2 separate regions of the Salmo salar genome follow, and region 1 is linked to region 2. The links are chromatin contacts, called in public Hi-C maps. All regions are on one chromosome and are shown on one strand. Each heading gives the region's core, a stretch centred on a gene start, on an enhancer-like site or on the middle of the called end of the contact. The rest is flanking DNA. Distances are from core to core; before and after follow the strand shown. Region 1 holds the start of yjefn3 (YjeF N-terminal domain containing 3). Region 2 holds the start of LOC106573600 (cold-inducible RNA-binding protein B).

Region 1 (6,852 bases), core at 246-2,745, 170 kb before region 2:
GCACATGGACAATATTGTCATGTCTCACTTCCCTCAGAAGTGTCAGCTCCCTGGGTAGAAACTTGTGGACAAAGTCGTGAGGAGCCTTTTTGCGGTCCACAATTTTTATGGCGACCTCAGAATTGTGTTTCTGGGAGCTTGCCAGTTTGACTTTGGAGTAGCTTCCCTCGCCGATTGTCACCCCCAATTTGTAGCCCATCCCGCGCAGAACTTTTTCAGTGCACATGTTCAAAAAGGTATGTTTGACTTTCTGCTCTTCAAAATTTGTCTGGCTGCTGCCCCATCGGGTCATGAACACCGGTGGTCGCGCGATCTTCGACCAATTTGAGGAACAGTTAGGTGTCTCAGGTGGCGGTGACAACGTTGAGATAAAAAAACATTGGAGACACATATTGATAAGGTCACGGTAGTGTTTGCGCGTGCATTATGACGACATTATGACAACCATAGACATTAAAACTAGCAAAAGCTGCCAGCACATGAGGGTTTATCGTTAGTGGCATGCTGGGCAAGCCTAAATAATCACATATTACTGAATATGATCAATAATGAATACATTTTTATCTTATTTTGTCTACTTGGCTGTATGAAATGCAACAATCCCTCTAATTGGATTTTGTTAGCTGTAATGTCTTAATATGACCTCAGGGTGGCAGACCGCACCAAGAATCTCCTTGGCCTCATGCATGTGTCTGTCTCTATAAATACACAGGTACAGCTGTTTGGGGGTCCCTTTTCTACAAGGACTTACTCAATAGAAGGAACAAAAAGGAAGGAGTCTAATCTACATTTTCCCCAAAATTGGTGTCCAGATGAGTGTCTTCCCATTGTCCTGTCACTCACCACACTATACAAACTGACCAAAAACAACTGGACTTTCAATTGTTCATAAAATGAGCAGGCTGTTGGCTGACTGTTAGATAGAACTTCATAGAGCAGGCCTGCTGGAATGTAGAACAGGCTAGAATGTTGTGAGCAGCACTGACCTTTCCTGAACAATGTGAGCTATTGTTTGATATCTCGACCAAGTTAGAAGCCACAGCCCTTGGCTTGGTAGCTATTGGCAATGGTTGTTTTTACTGCACTGTATACACTTCTGCTTATGGAGGTTGTGTGTGTGTGTGTGTGTGTGTGTGTGTGTGTGTGTGTGTGTGTGTGTGTGTGTGTGTTTGCGTCATGGATTTGCATGCATAATTTGTGTGTGTGTGCAGTTGGGGATTTACCGTAAACATGTTTTATTCTCTTTCATGCTTCAAACACATATAACCATGATCCCATCTACTTCAAGTTTCAGGCACAGATTAAACCATCAATATATTCAATGCAATACATTAATCTGGTATTTATGGGATTTTGTGAATGTTGTATTATGCTCAATGCCACCAAAGATGTGAAATTCAAATGTGTCTATATACATTTGTATGCATTTCCAGCCTCCCCCTCTATAAGATGACAGGCATTGTTATTGTGTCTGTGTGACTGTAATCTGCAGAGCTTTGAGGCATTCCCCACTCTACTCCAGTTTCTCCACAGAGGGTTTGTTGGTTTTGCCACTGAGGGGGGCAGTACTTTCTGTCTGAGCTTCTACGACTCACCGACGGCTGGGCCAATCAGCTGGCTACGTCCATATCTCCCTGCGTCTTAATTGGCTGTCTCACTCAGAGAAGGGCTGCTGATACAAACATGAGAGAGAGCGTTCTGAGTGGGAAATAGCAGACAGAGAGAGAGAACAAGAGTGTATTTTGTAAAGCAGTGTAGCTCATTCTACCCGTCTTCTGCGTCTGTACTGAATCCTCCCAGGCTGCCAAAAGATGAACCACAGCTCGACTGAACCGGCGGAGACCATCGAGCTAATGCGGTATCTCAGGTAGGCACTTAGCAGAATTAGGGCAACACAGCTATTCCTGCTCTCAATTGACAAAAATGATCCAATGCTGGCTGGCAGTAGCCTACATATTTTATTATGGATTGTGAACTCTGTTTTACACATCCTGCTTGTAAATGTGAACTGACCTTTTGATAGCTGATGGCGTATGAGCTTTTATGCATGTTTTTATGTTTTTATATTGTAGACATAAAGTTGGGTGTGTGATGTAGGTTTTCATCCAGAGAGGTGGTTCTGTGTAGAGACACGTGTCCAGAGCAGTCCCCCTGTGGCTGCCGACTGCATTCATTACTGTACTTTTATGCAACATAACAAAACCTGTCGCACCAACTCATGTTTCTCTCGCAGCCCTGAGAGAGAGAGGACAGAAAGAGAGATTGTTTGAAAAAGAACAAAGGGGGACTCATATCAAGGCGGTTTGAACACAGTTGCAGCCGAGAGTATTTTTCAGTGACAATATATTTGTGTCGTTAGACAATTTGAAAATGATTTCTCTCTGATGTGAAAGATAAGGTCCTTATGCTTCCAAAACTGTTCCGCAAGTGATGCGTGTTAATGTTCAGACCAAGCACAGAAGACACCTTCGTCCAATGACTCGTATGTGTAATGTAATGGAACTGTCATAATCAAGGGCTAAGGTGATACCTGCTAGGGCTTGATTCTGCTGCCTGCCTGTCAGGTACTGATTTGGAGCAGGATGTGAATCACTTGCCGGAGATCCCCTGTCTGTCTAAGACAGAAGACTAAGTTCTAGGCTGATTGTAATACACTGTGTTGATACGAAAGATGATGATGAACTCTATAATGTACATTATTTATAAATGTATGAAGTTTTTAAATATATATATATATATATATTTAAAAACTCCATACATATATATATATATATATAATATCAAACCATAACTCTGAATACAATTTGCATACATTGATCTAAGAGTATTGTTTTTAGTACTTGGATCAGATATTGGCAGAGACTATGGACAAAACATACATCTGCCCTAGAAAATCTAACTGTTCCTGCCTGCGTGTATTGTAGGCAGTTCCAACCTCTCTCCACTTGTCTTCCTTAGTGGGATCAAGATGCCTGAATGAATTATAATTACTGTTCCTGTGATTGAAGCAGCTAGTCATGTTTAATTTAGTGTTGGTATGCTAACCATGTCCCTGCTGCTGTCTTAAAGTGTAATTTCATCACTTGTAAATCAGAGATGCATGTTAGCTAATCAGTCCATTACATGGCTCTCGAGTGGTGTAGCGGTCTAAGGCACTGCATCTCAGTGGAAGAGGCGTCACTATAGTACCTGGTTCGAATTCAGACTGTATCACATCCGGCCGTGATTGGGAGTCCCATAGGACGGCGCACAATTGGCCCAGCGTCGTCGGGGTTTGGCCGGAGTAGGCCGTCATTGTAAATAAGAATTTGTTCTTAACTGACTTGCCTGGTTAAATAAAATAAAAATAACAGCATGACAGTGGTACCTGGAGGTGGGCACCTCAGAGCAGGTTACACTCATCCACATGTCCACATAGTCCAATAGAAAAAATAAATACATGTCAATATATTTCACTTAACATGCATTAAATGTATTCCAGAGATATTACATGTATTCCAGAGATGCATGTACACACATTTGCATCTTTGCTCAAATGCATGTGATGCATGACAATTCCAGAAATGCATGGCTATGACATCTGGTCTACAGGGTGTCCAAGGTGTTTCCTAATTCAGCATATGACATAGTTTGCCCCTTCAGAGGATTCTTAATGAGTCTTTACGTATTGACCATTAGCTAGGTTTCCATCCAATTGGCGGCAAATTTTGATGCGAATAGTCCAAAATCTGCATAAACAAAATAGGCGTATTTTCCCACCAGTGGTGTTTCCACCAAACTGACCTGTTGCAGACAAAAAGCAGTGCGTGATGACGTAGTGCACACAAAATGTAGTTTTTCACTTACGCTTTCATGTACAAAATAAAAATCTAAAATTTTCCATCTCATTTTCAGCTCTACCGATAGTTGTGTCACAAAAACGTTTGTATTAAATGGCAAATGTGCCTACTCTGGTCTTGGAACGTGTGCTCTAGCCAACAGTTTCCAGATACAGTGCGGGTATGCTAGTCTATATGATGAGATTATTATGGATAAAAACGAGAATAAATTCATTTGTCAAACATCGATCATCATGTCACAAGAATAAGACCATCGATATTTATTGGAATCAAGCATCAAGATCATCGTGCACTTTCACCGCCCTGTGAAGTTGATCATAATTTATGTCGTCTGTAGCGTAATAAACGGCATGGTTTCTCAAATTATAGTGGGAGGACCACACAACATATCATCGCGTGAGTTTATTTCGATATGATGGTTGTTATATCAATATTTGCGCATAAAGACGTTTCTCGCATAATACATTTTACAGACAAAAAAGATCCCACCATGTCGAACGAACAAATTATGTCGTCATTTATAAAATTGTACCAAAACTTCCCGTTTCCATCGCAGCTATCGTGACATTAAAAAATATATAATGGTATGATTTTACTCTCATGAAAACTGTGGATGGAAACATGGTTAGTGGAGATTATTTAAATTGTTATGGTGAGTAAAAAAAACTACGTTTTGTTAAACTTCATAAAACAGTTGCCATCTCAAGAGGTTACATAAAAAAGGACTTTAGGAAATGCCTGTCTTCAGTTTAATTAAACTATGAAAAAATCTAGTGCCCAAGATGTGAAAGACATGGAGCCACTACATGACTAATAATGTATCATGTTTGGAGTAATTTTTGTAGTCATTTAAATCCATTTGAATGCATTGTAGTGCTTTTGGTATGTGTCAAGTACAATAAAAATAAATGTTGACAAAATATGTTGTAGCTGTGTCAGCCTATTAGAGGATCTGGAGGCGTGGCTTGTTGGAGGCCTTGTATCAGCTCTCTTTGGGTAAACCACATGCGAAAGTGTCATGCCAGTTTAATTGTTATGTTGTACTCTGTTAATAAAGGTTGACCTTTTACACGCCATTGTCCATTGTTAAGGCTGTCACCATTTCGCCTATCTACCTTATACCACCCCTTTTCTTAGCCCCATTTAATATTGCATCTGTAGTATTGTGTTGTCTTTATTTTTTTTTACCCTGTATTATAAAAGCCCTTTCCATAGAATCTTCCCCCCCTTTAGAAATCAAATTGTATTTGTCACATGTGCCGAATACAACAGGTGTAGACCTTACCGTGAAATGCTTACTTACAAGCCCTTAACCAACAATGCCATTTTTAAGAAAACCACCTGAAACTCATAGCTTCCTGCCCTTTATTTCTTTATTCCCAGATTGCTTAATGTTTCCATGTACAGCATCAGTCAAAAGTTTGGACACACCTGCTCATTCATTGTTTTTTCTTTATTTGAACTATTTTCCACATTGTAGAATAATAGTGAAGACATCAAAACTATGAAATAACACATATGGAATCATGTAGTAACCAAAAAAAAGTGTTAAACAAGTCAAAATATATTTTAGATTCTTCAAAGTATCCACCCTTTGCCTTGATGACATCTTTGCACACTCTTGGTATTCTCTCCACGAGCTTCATCAGGTAGTCACCAGGAATGCATTTAAATTAACAGGTGTGCCTTGTTAGAAGTTAATTTGTGGAATTTATTATCTTCTTAATGCGTTTGAGCCAATCAGTTGTGTTGTGACAAGGTAGGGTGTATACAGAAGATAGCCCTATTTGGTAAAAGACCAAGTCCATATTATGGCAAGAACAGCTCAAATAAGCAAAGAGAAACGACAGTCCATTACTTTAGCCTCTTACATCTAGACGTTCCACTAGCGGAACACCTGCTCCAATATCCAATGATAGGCGTGGCGCGAAATACAAAGTCCTTGAAAATCCGAAAACTTCAATCTTTCAAACATATGACTATTTTACACCATTTTAAAGACAAGACTCTCCTTTATCTAACCACACTGTCCGATTTCAAAAAGGCTTTACAGCGAAAGCAAAACATTAGATTATGTCAGCAGAGTACCCAGCCAGAAATAATCAGACACCCATTTTTCAAGCTAGCATATAATGTCACAAAAAACAAAACCACAGCTAAATGCAGCACTAACCTTTGATGATCTTCATCAGATGACACTCCTAGGACATTATGTTATACAATACATGCATGTTTTGTTCAATCAAGTTCATATTTATATCAAAAAACTGCTTTTTACATTAGCATGTGACGTTCAGAACTAGCATACCCACCGAAAACTTCCGGTGAATTTACTAAATTACTCACGATAAACGTTCACAAAAAACATAGCAATTATTTTAAGAATTATAGATACAGAACTCTTTTATGCAATCGCTATGTCCGATTTTAAAATAGCTTTTCGGTGAAAGCACATTTTGCAATATTCTGAGTAGATTGCTCGCCATCACGGGCTAGCTATTTTGACACCCACCAAGTTTGGCCCTCACCAAACTCAGATTTACTATAAGAAAAATTGGATTACCTTTGCTGTTCTTCGTCAGAATGCACTCCCAGGACTTCTACTTCAATAACAAATGTTGGTTTAGTTCCAAATAATCCATAGTTATATCCAAATAGCGGCATTTTGTTGTGCGTTCAAGACACTATCCGAAGGGTGACGCGCCCGGCGCGTTTCGTGACAAAAAATTCTAAATATTCCATTACCGTACTTCGAAGCATGTCAAACGCTGTTTAAAATCAATTTTTATGCCATTTTTCTCGTAAAAAAGCGATAATATTCCGACCGGGAGTCGTTGTTTTCGTTCAAAGACTGAAAATAAAAACATGGTGTCGGCTCGTGCACGCGCCCCCAGTCTCATTGTTCTCAGATCGACCACTATCCAAATGCGCTACTGTTTTTCAGCCATGGCCTGCAAAGTCATCATTCACCATTCTGCCGCCTTCTGAGAGCCTATGGGAGCCGTAGGAAGTG
Region 2 (6,923 bases), core at 901-3,400:
TTAGTTCTGCAAGCCACAGAATCCCAGGCTAGCACAGGTGTGAGGACATCTTTGTAGGGTTGGGACTGGGGTGTCAGTCACTCCAAGGCAAACGAGGGAGGGACACTCAAGGTCAGGATGCTGTAGGATAGAAAACAACAAACTTGCCTCGTGAGAAGCCACGCCCACCTCTTCCACCACCACCACCTCTGCCTCCACGGAAGTATCCTCCTCCACCTCCTCTGCCGCCTGAAGAGCCCCCTCGGAATCCGCCTCCGGACCTGCCACCACCGCCAGATTTGCCAGCCTGGTCGACACGGATCTGTCTGCCATCAAGAGACTGACACAGAAAAGGTTGGGGAAGATAAAATAAAGAATACACCATTAATATCGTCGTTGCACAGTCAAGACAGTGTTGTGTTTCAGGGCGGAGTTTAGGTTTAATTGTCACCTTGCCGTTCATGGCCAGCATAGCATCCTTGGCCTCATCTGGGTTCTCGAAGGTGACGAAACCAAAGCCCCTGGACCTCTGAGTTTCTCTGTCTTTAATTACAACAACTATACAGAGAAATGTTATTTAAAGACTATAGAGACACAAGGCAACCTTGCAAGACGTGTATCATTCAAAGCATGTTCAAATAGTGGACCACCAGATATATATTTTAAAAAAAAACATTTTTTACATTGCACCCAATATCCAACAGTTAGTTGCTTACCTTCAGATATTTGCCCATATTTGGAGAATACATCTTCTAATGACTGTTCATTAGTGTCAAAGCTGAGGCCACCCACAAAAAGCTTCCCTTCGTCAGACATCCTTCCTTTTCACCACTGCTGAAGGGAAGAAATAACTTGTTTATTATGGATGCAAAGATGTATTTGCAATGAACTGTTTGCAGCAGGGCTGGAGGCAGAAATTCATTGGTGGATGGGCCAACGGGGAGTTCTAAGTATATAATACATATAAATGTTTTTTTGTTTTGCTAAATCTGATTAGGTGGGCCTGGCAGTGCCTACGCCACTGGATAGCAGGTTATTATTGGATGCAAACCTCTGTTCGTGTTCTATTCTTGCAATGGTGCATTTACACACGCAATAACATTTATTTTAACAGTTGTTTGGCATGATTCTGTTTTGTATTTGTATCCAATGCCAAGTATGTTGTATTACCAAAATGAAGGTAACCTAGCAAGTTTCATAAAAAAGTCAAGTGCCAGCGAGTGAAGAACAAATGCGTATGGGGGGGACTTAGCTCATAAAGGCCCAAAACCATCCTGCCCCCTGGTAGCTAGCGCTGCCTTCTCGTCCTCTTTCCCAATATAACGCTACCGTAGCTAGCCAGTTTACGGTACCTAGCCAATGAAATTTGCGTTTTAGCAACAAAAAGCGGTCCTCGCTCCACAAGCAGATGAGTGCGTGCGATTCAGTTCCGTTTTTAGTACAAATCAGTAAGCGACATCGTCTTCCCCCGCCCCCTCATGTCCCAGGCCTAGATGTGCAACTCCCTTTGTTCAACACTGTCCAACAACGGCGCCATTTATGATAGTGCTAATGGCCCCCGACTAGCCAGCTATCACTGCGTCATTGCATCGACTAAGGTTACTGAGCACGCTCGCTCGCATAGCAAAATGTGGGCATCGGCATTATGGCGAATACAAGAAAGTTGGTCTGTTCCGCACACCACAATATAATTGTCAATTAATTCGGACAACGAACACAATTTACTAGCATGAGGATGTTATCGTTGGCTACCTGCTCGCTAGTTAGCTGCATCTTGAGCCACCTTCAGACTCCTCCTCGGGTGATGTCACACTCATTTAGCCTGCCACAATCTTGGTAGCTCCTGTCCCGAATTAAATACGTTTACGAACACAAACATTTATGAAAAAGGTTATTACAATCGCTTACCTCCGACAAAAACAGAATCTTGCGACCGACCTGCAGCAGATGGGAATGAATGAGATGCGGGGCCTCCCGGTATATGTATTGATGCGTCCCTTGCAGTTACGCCCAACTTATGAATATTAAACAGATTACTCTCCACGGCTCAAGGAATAGCATTTCAGATTATTTTATTTATCAAAGTCAATTTGTTACGTTGGAGGATCAACTACAACCAAGTTAACGCAAAAGTACAACTGCCTGTGCATTTGCCCATCTTTGGGTCAATACATGCAACAACTACAATGAGTAGTCCTGAATGGAAAGTCAATTCACCATCAGAAATGTTCTTGTGTGCACTGTACTACACCTAAAATAGACATTACAAGAATGTACTATAACATGTGCAAGAGAACCAATTTTCAAAAAATAGATTTAATCCATTCATTTTCCATGACGTTCATTTGAGTACTTCACAAAAAAAAAAAGTGTATACTGGTAATACAGGCATTGGCACACCAGAATGACAATCCGTTTGGTAAACATCATGGATATATCAAATCTGGTTCAGATATGCACTCCCATTCCAAGGCAGGTCTTGACTAAACGACAAGTCCAGTTCAGCTGCACATCTCTAGTTCAGTATTAAAGATATCTCCTGGTGACGATTTTCCAAGGAGCCGTTTCAGGGCAAACCATCCTGTGGTGAACCTGGAATAAAGTTACAAATTAGTCAGAAGAAATAAAGTAAAATGACAGATGAGTTTACAATTCTAGCAGTGCACTCAAGTCAGTTGCACCATACGCTACTGTTAAGTCAGATCAACAGCATGCATCCCCAATTCTCACCAAGTGTGTACTTCTCCCCACATTTAAAAGCATTGGATTGGTGTAAGCATATTCTGTAGGGAGGTCCCACAAGGCCGTAGACACTAGGTTTGAAAAAAAAAAAAAAAAACACGTCCGTCCTTTGATGGATGCAACTCTTCTGAACACATCCAAAAGTTGACTTGTACCTTTGATGGACTAACAATGTAGGTCGTATACGATTTCAGTGTTCATGTATCTGAATGGGCCCGTAGCCTTACAAGCCAATTTAAAACATGCACTGGTTGTATCCTGCAAATACGAACCCTTCCTTGAGTGATACCCGATCTCATCTGACTAAAGGACAGGTAAAAGCAGGGTTCCACACTGCTTTCACCAATAAAAGGTGTCAGATCAGTGATTACATCATTTAAGGGGAACGCACAGGGCCCATGACTACAGCTCAAAGGCATGCAGTACACGTCAGAGAATACCCACCTCCAAGGAAGCACTGGAACGAACTAGTCAGCGTCGAAGTCCAACCTCGTGTTAAAGCAGGCTTTCACATCCAACGCTTAGTTTAACCTGATCGAGTAACAAGACTGTAATTAGTTGAGTACAGCTTTTGAGGGCAACAATATGACATGCATTTGCTTATCAACATGAACTACAGATGTGCTAAACAGCATCAACTTCTAGCATTAGACAGTGTTTATCCTATCAAAGTTGATTGAATGTTAAGATGTTTTATATAAACAAATTACAGTGATAAACTTGACAAGCAAAAGTAGAAAGGTGATAGCTGTCTAGAATTGAGGTAGACTCAGCGATATGACAGATGCAGAAAGTGAACAGCATAGTGGGTCAATTTCCACAACTACTAAACACATTGAAGCACAAGGCTCAACTTCTCCGCTGTTTTGGTGCCCTGGCTAAAACACTTTGAAGCGAACCCGTGCACAGATAGTGTGACCAAGTAAAGTCTCTTGCATCCCAATGTCTGCACTTCTGCTTGTGACAACGTCATTTTGTTGAGTCTACCTTTACGATGAAGCCATCTTTTGCAATCACTGGGAGAACAGTACTTGTAGTGTCACAGATCAAAACTGGGAGGATCTTGTTTTACACTAGGGATACTTGAGCCATGACAACTTATGGAATTTTCAAAAGCTCAATGGCCATTTTCAGAGTCTAGTAGTCCCAATGGTCTATGGGGGACAGGGTGAAAATTCTACAAAAAAAAAAAAACAGGATACGCTACTGGACGTACTCATGCAACTCAGGGTTCTGAACAGTAACTGCTAGGGCCTGAGGAAGTGACAGCGGTAGTTGGGTAAAGTTGAAGGCAGTTAAGATGGACATCAAAATGAGAACTTTGAGGGATGCGAACAGGAGAGCAAAAGTCTTTACCTCACATTACTGGCCTATTTCCACTTATGAACTAGCCAAGAGAGCAGCATTCACCAGAGCGGATTCACGTGTCGGTAGGCACAACACTTCATTCTCCAAGGACTTTGTTGAGTTCCAAAACGATAGTAGAGCTCTTGGGCGCAATGAAGCATTATAAAAGAACCAGTGCCAGCACCAGGATGACATTTCATTTCTATTCTGCTTTCAACACACCCAGGCCCCCCACAATGACTAGCTTCAGGTTAGATCTTTCAGCATCCTCTGAGTATTAATTCAGCCACCCTTCCAAAATGAGATCCCACCTTTCAGAAAACCCTTTCCAGCAGAGACTATGCTATCATTTCTCTCAACCCACTTACGACATCTCTCCCTACCAAACTCGCATTGCATAACATTCAGCTGGCTTAGTGTGAACAGGCTTAAGTTCTTTGAAGGCACAAGAAATCAGAGCATTTTCAACGGATTGTTTAATAGGCTTCATGAAGCCAGGATATACAAAAAAATTAGGTGTTTGTACACAGAACAGAGAGCACATATCCTTGTAGTAACATTGAGTGATCGTGAATGTTTCAGTCCATCATATTATGCACGTTTGAGAACAGCAAAGTACCTTAGGCCAACTGCAGAAGGCTGCAAACACCTAGTATACCTTTCAATGAAATGAAGTTGTTTCGCCAGTCAAAGTCATTCACTCTTTGGATACTGAGTATTTACAAATCTTTAGCAATATCAAGGTGGTCTGCTGGAAACCAGTGCTCCCACTTAGCATTCCTACCTTGTTACACTAAAGGAATGCATTACAGAACTGAAGGAGCACATCACAGCTTGTCAAGCTTCTAGTGTAAATTTCACAGATTCTTTTTTTTTAAGTCCAGAATTCACAACGGCAGTTAAAATAAGCTTAAATGGAAACATGTTACTACTGATATGAGTCTTCCGATTGAGCAGGAACATGGTCAAGGCTGAATTTGTCTTAGAAGCTATCAGGCTGTGTTGAACAGATTACGAGTCAACGGTGGAAACAGGTTTCATTGCAAATAAAGCCATTAATTATTAAATTTGATTCTCCCAGTGTCCACTTTTCCTACAACACCAGGAGGGCATACTGAACTTAAGGTATTAAGATCCTTAGTGAGCGTCAAGGCTTACAGTAATTAAACGCTACAGGATTTCAATTACTGCCATGTAGAACACAACACAAAAAACTAAAGATACTGCCAAGTTTGTTAAAGAAAACACTAGAACCAGATACCACAAACAGAAGAAAAAAAAGTGTCTTCGAAGAGCGCATCTTTTAAAAAACAGCCAGCGAAGGGACGATCTTGCAATCAGGAAGTTTGTTTTTGTTTTTACTCGTGTGTAGCTGAGGACAAGAAGAAGCCACAAGTGTAAAGGCACTGCAGCATTCGGACATTTCTCACACAGTAGACTAGAACCTATTCATATTTTGTGCCACAGTTCTCATAAGGTTCTCATTGCAACAGTAAAGCATCAGGGCAAGGGGCATTGGACGTGAACTTATGCCTCTTCAAAAGAAGACTGACTCAGTGGAAAAAAATATTGAAATGTCTTTCTGCTTCTGGGTGGGTGGCAGAGCTGGATTTGAGCAGACCTGAGAATTTTAACATGCTAATCCAAGAGGGCACAGGCTTTCGGATACTGAGCAACAAGTCTTACAGGGCCATTCTGGGAGTCTATGCAATCATGTCCAGTCCGTACTAAACATTTCTAGTCCATACCAACAGTGAGATCATGGCAACTAGGCTACATCAAACTTACCATAGCTGTCATAGCTGTCTCTGTAGGATCCCCCAGAGCGGCCACCATAACCACTTTCACCGCCACTCCTAAAAATGTGCACATATGAATGCTGGTTAACGGAAACCAAGGAAAAGTACACAATTATCCTAGAAAAACAACTTCTGAAGGTAAAAGCCTATTAATGTTACTAAAACCAGCTGACCGATCACTTAAGTCAGCACTTTAGAGAAAATAAAACCATTAAATTAAGTCTTACCTGGCCTCTCTGTAACCTCCGCTGCCACCCCCAGAGGAGTATCCTCCACCACTCCTGTAGCTACCACCATAACTTCTGTCTCCACCACCATAGCTTCTGTCACCACCATAGCTTCTCTCCCCCCCATAGCTTCTGTCACCTCCACCATAGCTTCTGTCACCTCCACCATAGCTTCTGTCACCTCCACCATAGCCACCACCTATGTAAAAAATAAGAGCATTTCAGTCAAAGGCCCTTCAGTTTGGAGCAAGGTAAAATAAAAAGAGGGGTATGACTTAGAGCAAACGGAAGCTAACCACTTTGCAATGCCAGCCCTTACCTCCTCCTAAATAACCATGCCCACCTCTTCCTCTGCCTCCTCTGAAGCCACCAGAACCCCCCCTGAAGCCACCAGAACCCCCCCTGAAGCCCCCACCACCACCACGGTCAGATCTTCCTCCCGACTTGCCAGCTTCATCCACACGGATCATCCTGCCATCAACAGACTGAAGGGGGAGATAAATCACTGGTATTAAATGTATATCAGTCGAAGATCTGCATGTGTCTGTGGAAAGAAACCCTCACCTTGCCATTCATTGCAGCCATTGCGTCTTTGGCATCTTCAGGGTTTTCAAAAGTCACAAAGCCGAAACCCCTGGACCTCCTAGTCTCTCTGTCTCTTACAACATCAACTGTGGGGGGGGATTAAAATAATCAGCCACCCATATGGCCAAAGCCCACTTGAGGCAACATTGCCGAACTGTCAACTGGGTCCTGGAGAGGCAACATACCTTTAGCAATGTTACCATACTTGGAAAACGCCTCTTCCAGTGAAGTTTCATCTGTGTCA

What was found. Hi-C and Micro-C count contacts between places; a contact is called where the count stands out from the background.
Region 1: a Hi-C map of muscle shows a contact between it and region 2, with 13 times the contacts expected there. The contact joins the promoter of yjefn3 here to the promoter of LOC106573600 in region 2. A contact is called at or near these places in 2 of 3 Hi-C or Micro-C datasets (gill and muscle).

Annotation. Positions count from the first base shown.
Region 1 is chrssa16:38,727,750-38,734,601 of Ssal_v3.1, reverse strand. yjefn3 (YjeF N-terminal domain containing 3) reads left to right here and starts at 1,495. Exons shown (of 6, transcript XM_014148772.2): 1 at 1,495-1,867. The coding sequence starts at 1,812. LOC106573796 (testis-specific serine/threonine-protein kinase 6-like) reads right to left here and starts at 295. Exons shown (of 1, transcript XM_014149145.2): 1 at 1-295. The coding sequence starts at 292.
Region 2 is chrssa16:38,553,519-38,560,441 of Ssal_v3.1, reverse strand. It overlaps LOC106573600 (cold-inducible RNA-binding protein B), which reads right to left and starts at 2,150. Exons shown (of 7, transcript XM_014148783.2): 1 at 1,888-2,150; 2 at 696-810; 3 at 431-537; 4 at 148-319. The coding sequence starts at 795. LOC106573597 (cold-inducible RNA-binding protein B) reads right to left here. Exons shown (of 9, transcript XR_001321378.2): 2 at 6,865-6,923; 3 at 6,659-6,765; 4 at 6,414-6,579; 5 at 6,095-6,293; 6 at 5,857-5,924; 7 at 3,166-3,252; 8 at 2,710-2,792; 9 at 2,035-2,571.